Linked DNA regions of Triticum aestivum: region 1 is linked to region 2. The links are chromatin contacts, called in public Hi-C maps. All regions are on one chromosome and are shown on one strand. Each heading gives the region's core, a stretch centred on a gene start, on an enhancer-like site or on the middle of the called end of the contact. The rest is flanking DNA. Distances are from core to core; before and after follow the strand shown. Region 1 holds the start of LOC123180290 (acetylornithine aminotransferase, mitochondrial). Region 2 holds the start of LOC123180289 (glutamate--cysteine ligase B, chloroplastic).

Region 1 (7,111 bases), core at 1,959-4,458, 530 kb after region 2:
GGTAGTCGGCAATGATGGCCACTTCTGAACATTCAAGGCTCGCCTGATAGAATACCCCATCGTCGAATTCTATATATATCCAGATCCTCGCAAAAGCCAGGATCTTCATCACGATTATAATCCTCCGGTTGGGGAGCAGGACAGTAGACGTCCTCGGTCATCCTCCTCCATGACTATTTGGTGGCAACAAAGAGAACATTCAGTCAGTGTCTACAATGCAGTGAAATAAGCAAAGAACGACCGAGATCTTACCCATTCGACAGGGGTGTACATGGAATAGGCCTCCTGACAGTTTAACCAGAGAAAATCTTCTTTTATGCCCTTGTACAAATCGGCCAAAATTGAAGCCAGTTCGGCTGGGGTATCCGGACCCTGCCGCCTGTAACGGGATGCGTCGTCCTCTCCGTTGTAACACCATAAAGGAGTTATCTGGATTGAAGAGGCTGCACACACCTCTTTATTGCGATCACCATGACTTCAACTATTGAGAGTTTGGAATGGGCCAACAGCTTGACCTTGCTGACCAACCTCTGTATCTCCGCACTGTCCTCTTCTTTGGGACTTCGGGGACGCCAGTAGAGGCGCTTCTTTAGAGGAGCGCTGGAAAATTTAGGAAGACCGCGCCTGACCGGATCCGGCAGCGGAACGTCATCCATATAGAACCACTCCGAGGACCACTGTGGGTATACTTCTTTGGGAGTTCCTACGGGGTATTCAGATCCGGCAATACACCATACTTCGACGCCGCCAACCTCACATATGGAACCTCCTCGCTGGCGGGGAACGAGACAGAAGAACTTTCTCCATAATTCAAAATGGTCCTCAATGCCCAAAAATAGCTCGCAGAGGGCAACAAAGCCTGATATGTGCAAAATCGAACCTGGGGTGAGGTTGTGTAGTTGGATGCCGTAAAATTCCAATAGCCCCCTGAGAAAGGGATGGATTGGAAATCCTAGGCCCCGCAACAAGAATGGGACGAGGCACACCCTCTCCTCCTTATTGGGGTTGGGGAAATTCTCAGCCATTGCGTCCTTGCCTACTGAATACAATCCCGCTCGAACGGAGACTAGATCCGCGAGGGGGAGGTAGCCTTGCGTTTGGAGCCGGCTTAACTGAAGATGAGGCACGGAGCAACTCTTCCAATCACCCTCTTGAGGGCCATGCAGGCGCGAAAAAGAGCCTGGGGTGCTCGTCATGATGGAAGGCTTTGCTCGTGGCTAAACTTGGCGATTTTCCTTCTATGCGATGTGAGATGCCATTTAGAGATCTATATCTCCTTATATAGATGCCATCCAAGCGTGGCGAAGGACTTATTTGCAAAAAAGCATGGACCTTTCATATTCACTCAGCGCGCGGAAATCGAAGCATCGGTAGGGGGAATCGTAAAGGGCATCAAGATTATCACCAGATTGTCATCGGCCCGGATTATGGTGAAGAACCCGCCTTGCAAAGCCGAAGACATGAGCCGAATACTACGTCGTCATTGAAGGCAAGTTCTGGGGCTACTGAGGGAGTCCTGGATTATGAGGTCCTCGGGCGTCCGGGCTATGTAACATGGGCCGAACTGATGGGCCGTGAAGATACAAGATAGAGGCTTTCCCCCGTGTCCGGATGGGACTCTCCTTTGCGTGGATGGCAAGCCTAGCATTCGGATGTATAATTTCTTCTCTGTAAACCGACTCTGTACAACCCCAGGCCCCTCCGTGTCTATATAAACTGGAGGGTTTAATCTGTAGAGGCTAAGACAAATCATATAGGCTAGACATCTAGGGTTTAGTCATGACGATCTCGAGGTAGATCAACTCTTGTAACCCCTATACTCATCAAATATAATCAAGCAGGACGTAGGGTTTTACCTCCATTAAGAGGGCCCGAACCTGGGTAAACATCGTGTCCCCCTTGTCTCCTGTTACCCTCGATCCTCAGACGCACAGTTCGGGACCCCTACCTGAGATCGGCGGTTTTGACACCGACATCCACTACATTAAATCAATGTAAAAAATAGCATGGTACAAAATTTAGCGCCGCCCTTCTCCAGATGCTATAAAAGTTATAGCATGCTAATAGTGTGCTATATTTGAAAATAGCTTTTTGGATATTTTTTTTTAATATAACACCAAATTTAAGGCTTGCATAATTTGCAAGGATGGATACTTTGGGAGGAAATAGAATAAGACCGACGCTGCTACTTGGAGATAGGATGAAGAGAGGTTGCTTTAATGTGGCGGTCGACTTGCTGGCACCGTTGGCATGGTTGACATGGACTCTTAATTGTTAGAGTTGGAGGCATGGCCGACCCCTCCATTGGATATGGGATGAAGAGAAGCCATTGCCACTCATGAACCGCCTCTACAACTATCTCTCATGAGTCACAACTCCACCATTACCGGTCAAGAAACACCGTTTCCGCCCTCGGTCACGAGCTGGTGGAAAACTGGTGAGTAGTTGGATCTGTTAGGCTGTATGCATTGTTGTAGGGGCTTTTGTATGTGTTGCATCTAAGAGAGTGAGAGCGAGTTGGGCTAATGCGGCAATGCCTGATGGGCTGTTGTGTGATACACAGAAAACACTACAAACGTTATCTTGTTTAGTGTTGAAATAGCTGTTATACGTGAATAGCGCTGCTGTGAAGAAATTGGCTAAAATGTAATCTGGACCTTCTAGATATGCTATAGAGTTGAAATTGCATGCTCTTTTTTTCATTTCGTGTAATTGCAATGCTAGTAGTAAGCTGCCTTTTTCAATCTCTGGTATAACTGCATGATATATCATATAGTACGGTTAAATTTAATGAATGAATCAAGATCCAAAACTTCCAGGTTTTGTATAAGAAATGTATCACTCCGAGAATATCAGAGCACGGACAAAATATTTAGCAAATATCCATGATAGGGTTGTACAATTATGTACTACTTCACATTATGTAAAGCAAAAAAGGATAAACTTTGTGTTTTCTTTGTCCTTTCTTTTTCAGGATATAAAAGCCCGTGTTCTCACACCAACAGGCTAGACACATCGTGGAATTCAGCTAGGCACGCATATATACTACAGTGACAGAAAGCAAAAGAAGTCCAAGACGAAAGTCCACGGTAAGAGAAGGCAGCACGCCGCACGCGGTAGTTGATGGACAACAAAAACAGTAGCCGCCACGAAACCAGAAAGCGTGACCAGATTTTTTTTCAAAAAACTTCATCCAACCCCGACCCCAATCCGTATTTAACTCCGAAACCCCTCCACTCTCTCGCCCACCCCGAATCCGTCGCCATGAACTCGCTCCAATCCTTCCTCGCCGTCGCGCCCGTCAAGCCGGCCGCGGCCGCCGCGAGGCTCCCGTCGTCCCGGCGGGCGCGCGTCTCCGCCTGCCTCGCGATCCCGGCGCCCGCGCCGACCACCCCCGCGGCGGCGGCGTCGGCGCGGCGGGAGCTGTCCGCGGCGAGCCGGGCCGTCATGGCGGACGAGGCCAAGTACATCGTCGGCACCTACAAGCGCGCCCAGGTCGTCTTCGTGGCGGGGCGCGGCTGCAAGCTCTACGACATCGACGGGCGCGAGTACCTCGACATGGCCGCCGGCATCGCCGTCAACGCCCTCGGCCACGGCGACCCCGACGTGGATGCCGCCGCCGCGGACCAGCGTGGACGCCTGGTCCACGCCAGCAACGTCGGCTACACCGTGCCCCAGGTACGCCTCCCCTGCTCCTCACCAACCCCAACCCCAACCCCAACCCAAACCCATTCCACAATGTCGGCAACGTGTTCGACGCTTTGCTTGCCCGGTCCATCTTCCCGCATGGCCTCTCCGTCTCAACTGACTAACATTTCTTGAACGCGCAGGTGGAGCTCGCCAAGCGGCTCGTGGAGGCCTCCTTTGCTGACCGCGCCTTCTTTGCCAACTCCGGCACTGAGGCCAATGAGGCGGCCATCAAATTCGCCAGGAAGTACCAGAGGGTCGCGCACCCCAACGGTGACGCGCCTACGGAGTTCATGTCCTTCACCAACTGCTTCCATGGCCGGACCATTGGCTCGCTCGCGCTGACCAGCAAGGTGCAGTACAGGGAGCCCTTTGAACCCGTCATGCCCGGCTCAACATTTGTCGAGTATGGCAATTTGGAGGAGGCCAAGAAGGTGATACAGTCGGGGAAGATTGCTGCTGTGTTTGTCGAGCCCGTGCAGGGTGAGGGTGGGATTCACAGTGCCACCAAGGAGTTCTTGCAGGGACTGCGGGATGCTTGTGATGAGGCAGGGGCTCTCTTGGTCTTCGATGAGGTATGATTCAGCTTGCCTTCACTAATACTTATCTCTGTTGTCGATCACATAGAAGTAATTGGTGGCAACTACACAATTTCTGAATTTCTAGTATAGGGAGAGAAAAGTATTCTCTGTTCTGGAGATTCATCAGTGGTTCGACAGGGAATGTATTCCCTATTGCTTCCTAATTCTGGGAGACTGGGACAACTTTCTGATCATTGTCCCCATGAAGGGATCTTCCATGAGAGCCTGCATTTTCATATTTGAAATAACCAAAATGCAAATACGCAATTCAACAGTAGGGATTTAGGATTGCACTGTGAAGTTCAACTTCTGTCAATTTGAAAAGTGGAGACATCTAATCTACTGTCTGAAACGCAGGTGCAATGTGGTCTGGGGCGCACAGGTTACCTCTGGGCTCATGAGGTTTATGGTGTAGTACCTGACATAATGACCTTGGCGAAGCCACTGGCAAATGGCCTTCCCATTGGCGTGGCCTTGGTCACGGAAAAGGTTGCTGCAGCCATAAACTATGGTGACCATGGAACCACATTCGGCGGAGGCCCTTTTGTGTGCCATGCTGCATTAGCCACATTGGACAAGATCCAGAAACCTGGCTTTCTAGCAGAGGTGACCAAGAAAGGAGAATATTTCAAGCAGCTGCTCAAAACTAAGCTGAGTGGAAACCCTCATGTCAAAGAGATCCGGGGGGCCGGTCTCATTGTTGGCATCGAGCTCGACGTACCGGCTGGGCCTTTGGTCGATGCATGCTTGAATGCTGGTGTCTTTTTGCTGACGGCCGGGAAAGGCAATGTGGTGAGGCTTGTGCCTGCGCTCATCGTGTCGGAGAAGGAGCTGGAGCAAGCTGCAGAGGTGATAAGGGAATGTCTACCTGCTCTTGAAGCCTCTACCTCTTAGTGTAAACAAGATCTCTTAAGATCTACATGTTGAAGTTTCTTTCAAAATTTGGAAGGGAATAAAATGTCATGTTGGACTATCGTGATGTTGAAGTTCTTTTCAAAGTTTGGAAGGAAACAATGCCTGTGTTGTTGTCGGTATAAGTCTTTTATTGGCTAAGTTATATCTGCCTAAATTACAAGGACGGCATTGCCATTGCACATCTCTCGACTGAAAACAGGAACATCAGTTATGCAGAAGCCTAGCAAGAACTCCGACGATGGGCGCGACAGTGTAGGTCGATGGCTCGCCTTGCTGGTAATTTCCCCGAGAATCGTCGTAATGGTCGTTGTTGTCAGGCCCTCCGACGATGGCGCCGTCGATCACATTCAAGTTAGGCGCAGACCTGTGGAAGTACTGGGCTCCCTTGCCGCAGGAGATCTTCCCTGGGTTGTTCCTGATGGATGGCAGCGACGCGCCGCGGTGGTGCGGCTGCAACGGGTACCTCTTTCCAACCCCAACCATGTAGCTCATCTTCATTGGGTTCTTGCCAAGGATGTAGTCCACCTGTGACCGCGCGAACGAGACGAGCTGCGCCGGCGGCAGCCTCACGCCGCCGCACTGCAGGGAAGCCCTCGCCGCCGCCAGGTGGTCGGCGTGCGTGACGAGGACGAACATTGCCGTCGTGACGTCCTGCAGGTTAGACCAGGGCTGCAGGTAGAGCATGCCGCCCGGGGTGAGCCGCCCGCTGCGGCCGTCACCGTGCTGAACGACGTTGCAGAGGAAGCTCTCCACGTTGCTCCTCATCTCGGCGTGGCGGCCGTTGTTGGGCAGCTTCCCTTGGAGGATGAGCTGCAGTATGGCCGGTATAGTCATCAGTTCCTGAAGATAAAAGTTGATGTCTCTTCATCAGACCAATACTAGGATCATCTGGTACATTTACCTTGGCGACCAGTGCCTGGGCTCCGACGAACTTGTCGTCCCAGGATAACGACTGCCGCACCCCGCCGAGGTTGTTGGCGCCGGCGATATAGGCCTTGTACTCCTGGTGGCCGGTGGCGATGTAGAGCCATACAGCTGCCCACAGCAGCTCGTCCTGTTCCGAACAAGTTTCAGTGTTTGCTTTACAATAACAATAATGCTATTTTTCTGTTCATTATTGTGACATCAATTAGTGATGTGCTACCTCGTCGCCGCTGCTACTGTAGAAACTTCTGGCCGATGGAATGCTGCTCTGGTAGAGGCCACGGTGGTTCTTGGCGAACTGAAACAACTGCAGAAGCAAGTGACTCAAGAAATTAGCTGATACAGTTTCGTCTGTCTGTGTGCACATATACAAGTCCACCTTCAGTTTTCTAGCAATGATTAATTTCACATCCATTTTTAGCCAATATATGACCACGACTCTATGAAATGGTTTGCTAAGTAAATTCCCTCACATTATTTTCAAATTGATTGTTGCCATAGAAACCGTCCAATTTGTGATGTGCATGCATATAATTGCACAATTAAAAGGGCAAATTAATATGTGCGCCGCTCTATTTTTTTATCTACACCAATGGTTTTTTGACCATCCATTGTGTAATCTGTGTGCTGTGCATGCAATGCAATGTGCATACGTGTGCCAAAACTCAAAACATGCACCGGTCTCTCGCATGTAAGCAAGTAAAAATACGCACCTGTTTCGCGTGCTTCAGAAGCGTCGACGCATACCGGGGGTCGCCGTGCGGCCCCGTGAACGCGACGGAGGCCGCGGCCAGCGCCGCCGCCGTCTCCGCGGCAACGTCGGAGCCCGGGTGGATGGCGGTCACCATGTAGGCCCTCCGGGGCGTGTCCATGTCCTCCGGCCGCTCCCAGCAAGCGTGGTCTGAGTGGCCGTCGCCGACGTTCACGTAGAGCACATCGGGGCGGGCATGCGCCTTGGCCAGGTAGTCGGCGCCCCACCGCACTGCCTGGAGCGCGTGGCCCAG
Region 2 (6,957 bases), core at 1,585-4,084:
AGCATTCGCTTACTCTTGGTCCAAAGCGCCACATTTGATTGGTCAATCCTCATGATCCGACATGTATCCCATTCCATGTGGATTATCATCAATAAATCTTAGCTTTGTCCTAAAAAAAGAGCTCCCGTTTGCCAGCGCCTCACCGCTAAATAGGAGCACCCGCATGTTCGGCCTGTGGGCCAGAATGTGAGGAGTACGGATTACTTCTAAGGGTATGCACAATGGTTGATAAGATAGTCTTATCTTAAGTCTTGCATGTATTTTAGAGATGATAAAAAAAGATGTCTACAATGGGTCATTTCTTAGTCTTATCTTCGATAACTAGCTATTCCTAAAAATATGGTGAGACATATTATGCTAAGAGATCATCTCTTGTCTTCTCTTAAATAAGAGAAGACAAGCTTTTTCTTACAAGCTCTCTCCTCTACCTCATCTTTTATCTTACGTGTCACTTCTAAAATAGCACATTGTATGCCCTAATGGGCTCATTGGCGTGGTTCTGGATTTGTGAACCCCGCAATTACGTCGTGCAGTGTTCACACGTGGCAAGGCTATTGTGTCTGGAGTACAATTGTTTTGCACGTAGACCGTCCAGCGAGAAGGAGAAAGAAACAGAGGGAAGAAGCTAACTAAACAAGTACCATAAGCCACATGCTTCGATGCTCTAGTAGTACGGCACTGAAGGACCAATCAACCAGGCACCACCAGCGACTGAACCTGCCCGTGGAAATGGGGTGGGTTCACTCGCATACTTGGTCATGCCAATGTGCTTCTCTCCAACCGCTGCGTCTGCTGCAAAATCTAGTTTGTTGCTCCCTTTTATTCTGGTTTTGTTGCTCTTCTTTTTTCTCTCGTCGTCTTCACTCATCGTCTTCACGCAGCTCTGCAAGGAGCTCCGAAATAATGTCGTCCTGAGAAAAGAAAAACTGCCTGTTTCTTTTAAAACATGCGATTCTATATGTCATTTTCAGGGAACCTCGAAGTCTCCAAAACCTACGATTTTTCTTTGTTTTTTGGCAGAAAGTAAACTTTCCATAATACGTCACCCAAGCTCTAGTGGTTTCGCGACCTCATTGTGCACGTCATGACATATTGTGGGTGTACATAGTTATCAAAGTGGCTTAAGTTTTGCAATTAACAAGACATAATCATTAGTGACACTAACCCCACTCACTTATAAAGATTAATTTAAAAAGGAAAAGAAGGAAATACATGTATAAATAGAAAATTTAAAATATAATCAGCAGTCAGATCATGGTACACCCTCTCTCCTCTCCGACAACTGCGGTGGCGAAACTGATTTAATGACGGGAACAACATCGACAAAAAACACAACACACTCCAAGACTTCGATACTGATGCAACTATGATGTCATCATTCAAGACGTCGATACTGACGCAACTATGATGTCATCATTCTAGATGTCGGTAACTGAAGCAACTGTGATGTCGTCATTCTAGACGTCGGTAACTGATGCAACTGCGATGTCGTCATTCTAGACGTCGGTAACTGACGCAACTGTGATGTCATCATTCTAGACATCGGTAACTGATGCAACTGTAATGTCATCATTCTAGACGTCAGTAACTGGCGGAACTGTGATGTCGTCATTCTTCCGTACGTGGCGTTGGCACTCGGGCCTGCAACCACCACTTAATAACCATATCGATGCTGCCCCACCGCCATGCCTACTCCCTCCTATGCCTCTCCACGTTAGGGTTTTTTTGTCACACAAAGCCCTAAAGATTTAGGGTTTGGTGATATGTGCTCCATAAGAGTTGACAAAATAGAAAACAAACTATAAATCATCAAAACCATCTTTTCAGCGTCAAAGATCATCGAGGGAGAAGTAGAATTTGACAGCTCTTTATGATTCGGGTGTCCATACATGATGGTATAAAGTGACTAAGGAAATAGTTTAGGCTGTGACGAATTGTTCAAAATATAGAGCTTTGGGAGCAATGATTGCCGAGAGCTGTTGAGTTCCTTCGGCAGGGCGATGATCGAGCATTGTGGTCGACTAGTCGTGAAGCGAATGGCGTTGCGCATGAGCTAGCTCGACATTTGCTTTATGAACAAAACTACTTTCAAGTTATGGCATGATCAGCTTCCGACTTCCTTGTTCATACTACCATTGTAAAAGACCCTGTTATAGTTGAGTAGAGTCCCCGCTCAAAAAGATGCAATAAAAAAAATTGAGTAAAGTCGCCCAAAGTTAAAAAGAAAACACTAGTAGCATAAGCGCACGTGCACTGATGCTCGCAACGGTACAGTCCGGAAAGCCACGATGATCCAGGGCGAACCTGCCCTTGAAGACGGGCAAGGTTCATTCCGATCCATGATCGTTTAAATGTACTTCCTCCGTCTGAAAATACTTGTCCAAGGAATGAATGTATCTAGATGTATTTTAGTTCTAAATACATCCATTTGTATCCATTTATACGATAAGTATTTCCGGAGTACAGGACATGGTAGCACCTGACATCTCCTCTCGACATTTTTGCTCCGTTTTCATCTTGTCTTGAACCGCAACCCGAGGGTGAAACGTGTGCTCTGGATGTCGTTTTGAGAGCGAGGCACCAAGACGAACCAGCGTGCAAAACACCATCACCATGCATGAAAAATCCTGGCGCCGCCGTGCCTACCCAGCGTCCTACCTCACCGCCGACGTCACGAGGCACCGTACAAGAACCATCGGCGAAGCTTAATTCAGCAATTAACAAGCCATAATCATTAGCGCCAGCGCCCCCACCACCGAAAAGGAAGGACTAGCAAATCACCAGCTGTCCAAATCACCCCCGCAGCCCCGGCGGCCCCTACTCTCTTCACTCACCAGCTGCACCCGCGGAGGGAGGAGCGGATTGGATGACGCGCGCAGCAGCAGCATCGCGCACTTCAAGGCGTCGTCGCTGCTGACGCGGCCGCGACCCGCCTCCCCACGACCCTGCGCGCCGCTGATGCGTGGGCCCCACCCCACCGCTTTATAACCACGCCGACGCCGCCCCCATCCCACCCCCCACACTCCCCTCCGTTCCGGACTCTCAAGCAGCAGCGGCGGACGGCGGCGCGCGCGTCTCCGTCTCCTCGCGCGGCGAATCGCAGATAGAATCGGATTGATTCTCCGTAGGTGGGTTGGGCGGGGGTTCGATGGCGACATCGTGTCGGATTCCCGCAATTCGCGCTGAACTTTTTGTTGGTTTTGCGGATTTTTCCGTGTCTCAGGTTTCTGTTTCGGCGGGTTGGGCGTGATGGCGGTCGCGTCGCGCCTGGCGGTGGCGCGGGTGGTCCAGCCGGACGGCGGCGCGGCGGGCGGGAGGAAGGGGCGTCAGGGGTTCGCGGTGGTCGGGCTCCCCGCGGCCGGGAGGAGGGGGAGGCGGCGCGGCGGGGCCGTGGCGGCCAGCCCCCCCACTGAGGAGGCGGCCAAGTTGACGGAGCCGCTCACCAAGGAGGACCTCGTCGCCTACCTCGCGTCCGGCTGCAAGCCCAAGGAGAACTGGAGGTGAGAAGCTTCCACAGATGGTGCTACTTCCCTAATGCTACTTACTGTTGGAAGTGGAACGTAGTTCTATGGTTGGAACGGCCGATTCTTACTGCCCAGCTTACTGTTTAGCGCTGCAATTGGGGATTTAGTATTCACTGTTCAGTCGCCCCTAGAGTGGTGGAGTTTTCTCACATGAATCAGTGCCTTGTAGTGACGAACTTTGTGATGCTTGCTAGTAGTTTGCACTTGTAGGAATATAAGAGGGCCGATGCATTGAAGTGACCTTTACTTTGCCTAGTTAGCAGATGAAGCTCTGCCCTTGTTCAACCAACGGGTCACATGGTACTGGTTAGCATAGTTATACTAGACTAGGAACTGAATAGGGAATACATTGTGTTATCTTGTTGGCGAATGGCGCCGCTCGTGCACTCATATAATGCTGGAAGTAGTAAAATTGCAATTTGTGCATAGAGCAACAAAAACTGATATAGTACTTGTTAATATGCTATACGTGAAAAAAGTAAGCTTAGAAATGATTGTCCTAAATGACAGAAAAAGTCTCTCTAAGCTTAGATATGCTATAATTAATGGGGCATGCTACGTGTCCGCCGGCTGATCTTTTTCAAAGATTGGCTGGGTCGCTAGCCGCCAGATCTAGCGTCATCAAGCCGTTGACGGGCATCCCAACTTTTGCAACATAGATTATGCTGCAGATTTTTTTGCAACAGAGACCATGTCGCGGAAACGTCTGTAGAGTCCTTTTTGCTACAAAGGTCATATTGCAGAATTTTTGCAACAGAGATCATGTTGCGGAAACGTCTGTAGATTTCTTTTTGCAACAGAGGTCATATTATAGACTTTCAACAGAAAGCATGTTGCAGAAGACGAACGAGAAAAAAAAAGGAAACGAGCGGCTCTCAGTCGCTAGCGATTAAGATAAGAAAGAAAAAGGATGAACGGTGATAGGGCCCACATGGGACGCGTGGTGCGCATCTGAGGTGGCGGACGATGCGCTGTAAATTGGCCGGTTGACGGGAATCTTTTCGCATACTTAATACATCTTGTTAATGTAGCGTGCTCATTTTTTTCAATCAATAAAATTTATTGGAGATGAAGATCGTTCTGGTGCCTGTGTTCAAATTATTTCAGATTTGACAATATATTTTTGTTTTTCTTGAAGTTCTGTTCCTGTATAATTCCTACCGAGTATTTCGGTTAGTTATTTGGTCCATTCCGTGAGTAAATTTTTTGTTGTACAGAATTGGCACAGAGCATGAAAAGTTTGGTTTTGATGTCGAAACATTGCGCCCTATAACGTATGATCAGATCAGTGCTATACTCAATGGGCTGTCTGAGAGATTTGAATGGGACAAGATAATGGAAGAAAACCATGTTATTGGTCTCAAGCAGGTACTATACCTGGAAAGAAATATGATATATATGGTTTTCACTCAATAGTGATTTTTGTGACAACTTATTTATATGGATGCAGGGAAAGCAAAACATTTCACTAGAACCTGGTGGCCAGTTTGAACTTAGTGGCGCTCCCCTCGAAACATTACATCAAACTTGTGCGGAGGTCAATTCACATCTTTATCAGGTAAATATCTATTAGCGAGCAAACTGTTGCATGTATAAGTATTCGCTTTTTACAGAAATTTATGAAATGTAACTTTGTGGGATTTTCACCTGTGACATATCATAATGTCATATTTAGTTCCCACCAGAAAATTCTTTTTAATCAGATTATCCTATTTCATATCCCAAAAATTGTACAAAGTCCATGCCACGAAATGTATATTCGCATCCCAACAAACCGTGCCAATTATATTGAGAACTAAACAACCACCAATATCTAGTTTCTTCTGGAAGTTTGTATCATCTTATGCGTGCATCTGTAAGACCTCCAAACCTTACTGGGCACGGAGTTAGTTTCCATTAGACTCTGTGGGTTCATGAAAACAAATTGAACTGTCTCATGGTTCTGTTTGCACATTCGCCTTCTAGGTTTTACTTGCTGAAAGTTAATTGTACTATGATGTATGTATTTTTGGTGGAGAAGGTCTATACTGTTCTATGCTATGATTTAATCTTCTGCCGGTTTTGTAGGTCAAAGCAGTTGGAGAGGAATTGGGAGTAGGATTTCTTGGAATGGGTTTTCAGCCAAAATGGGCTCTGACTGATATACCAATAATGCCCAAGGTAATTCTGTCCTTTAAACCTCATAAATGTAGGTTTTGAAGTTTGTGCTGTTGCTAGACTGTTAAAGGGCCTTTTTTTCTTTTTTATTTATATCCCAGTCTAGTTAATTTCCGAGAAATGAAGTTGCAAATCTAAGAACATACTTATGGTTTGCAGTATTAGTAGTTTATTAGTACAACATAGTTCCATGGGGCTGATATCGAAATGCTGGCTTTTGATGCACCCATTCTTGCTTGGTACACCATTAAGCAAATCCTCCACTGCAACTGTATCGAGCAATTGGCAGTTAACACAAAATGATTGATAACCCACACTGTAGTCTTCTTTCATGCACAACCTCACTTGTAATTTAGGCATATTTGCCCTATGCAACATAATTATACTGTTACTGGTTCCTGTAAAGTCTGATCATACAATTTGCTACTCTGTAGGGAAGGTATGAAATCATGAGGAATTACATGCCTAAAGTTGGTACTCTTGGCCTTGATATGATGTTCCGCACGTGCACTGTACAGGTAACTGTCATTTTTAGTTTTGTGTTCATGGGCCGTTTTGACAACTCACAGCCCTTTATTTCATTTGATATCAAACAGACTAGTATACAATATTCATGTTTCACTAAACAAGTTTAATTAAGAGTTCACTATTCTGGCATGCAGGTTAATCTCGATTTCAGTTCAGAGCAAGATATGATAAGAAAATTCCGTGCTAGCCTTGCATTGCAGCCTGTGGGTATCTGTATTATCTTCCATTCTTCCTGACAGTTTACTTTGCTGCTCTTGCACTAACATGACTTGTTCGTTTAACAGATCGCGACAGCAATATTCGCAAATTCTCCCTTTAAAGAAGGAAAACCAAATGGGTTTCTCAGTTTAAGAAGGTGTTTACTTCATAGCTTTCAGAACTTAATGTGCTGTTCTGTTGTGTGGAGCTGCTAACACATTATCATCATCTGCAGCCATATATGGACTGATACTGATAACAACCGCTCGGGGATGCTTCCTTTTGTTTTTGATGACACATTTGGGTATGCATTAATGCAAACTTCTCCTTGTTCGCCACCCAGAATGCCAGCTATTTGATTGATGGCGTCATTTTGGTCAACAACAATTCCTACATAAAATGAGGCTTCCAGTTTAAATGAGTTCTGATTATAATTTGTTCTTGGTTGCAGATTTGAGCAATATGTGGACTATGCATTGGACGTGCCAATGTATTTTGTATACCGGAACAAGACTTACATTGACTGTACTGGAATGTCATTTCGGGTCTC

The links. A called contact is a pair of places that touch in the nucleus more often than the background predicts.
Region 1: a contact with region 2 is called in a Hi-C map of leaf, with 5 times the contacts expected there. The contact joins the promoter of LOC123180290 here to the promoter of LOC123180289 in region 2. A contact is called at or near these places in 3 of 5 Hi-C or Micro-C datasets (all in leaf).

The regions. Positions count from the first base shown.
Region 1 is chr1D:59,654,238-59,661,348 of IWGSC CS RefSeq v2.1, forward strand. LOC123180290 (acetylornithine aminotransferase, mitochondrial) reads left to right here and starts at 3,209. Exons shown (of 3, transcript XM_044592286.1): 1 at 3,209-3,678; 2 at 3,831-4,262; 3 at 4,626-5,362. The coding sequence starts at 3,265. The coding sequence ends at 5,162. It overlaps LOC123180291 (endoglucanase 14), which reads right to left. Exons shown (of 5, transcript XM_044592287.1): 2 at 6,821-7,111; 3 at 6,328-6,414; 4 at 6,085-6,237; 5 at 5,261-5,993. The coding sequence ends at 5,388.
Region 2 is chr1D:59,123,873-59,130,829 of IWGSC CS RefSeq v2.1, forward strand. LOC123180289 (glutamate--cysteine ligase B, chloroplastic) reads left to right here and starts at 2,835. Exons shown (of 16, transcript XM_044592285.1): 1 at 2,835-3,128; 2 at 3,224-3,500; 3 at 4,742-4,892; 4 at 4,975-5,082; 5 at 5,592-5,684; 6 at 6,116-6,199; 7 at 6,344-6,412; 8 at 6,494-6,564; 9 at 6,643-6,711; 10 at 6,859-6,952. The coding sequence starts at 3,250.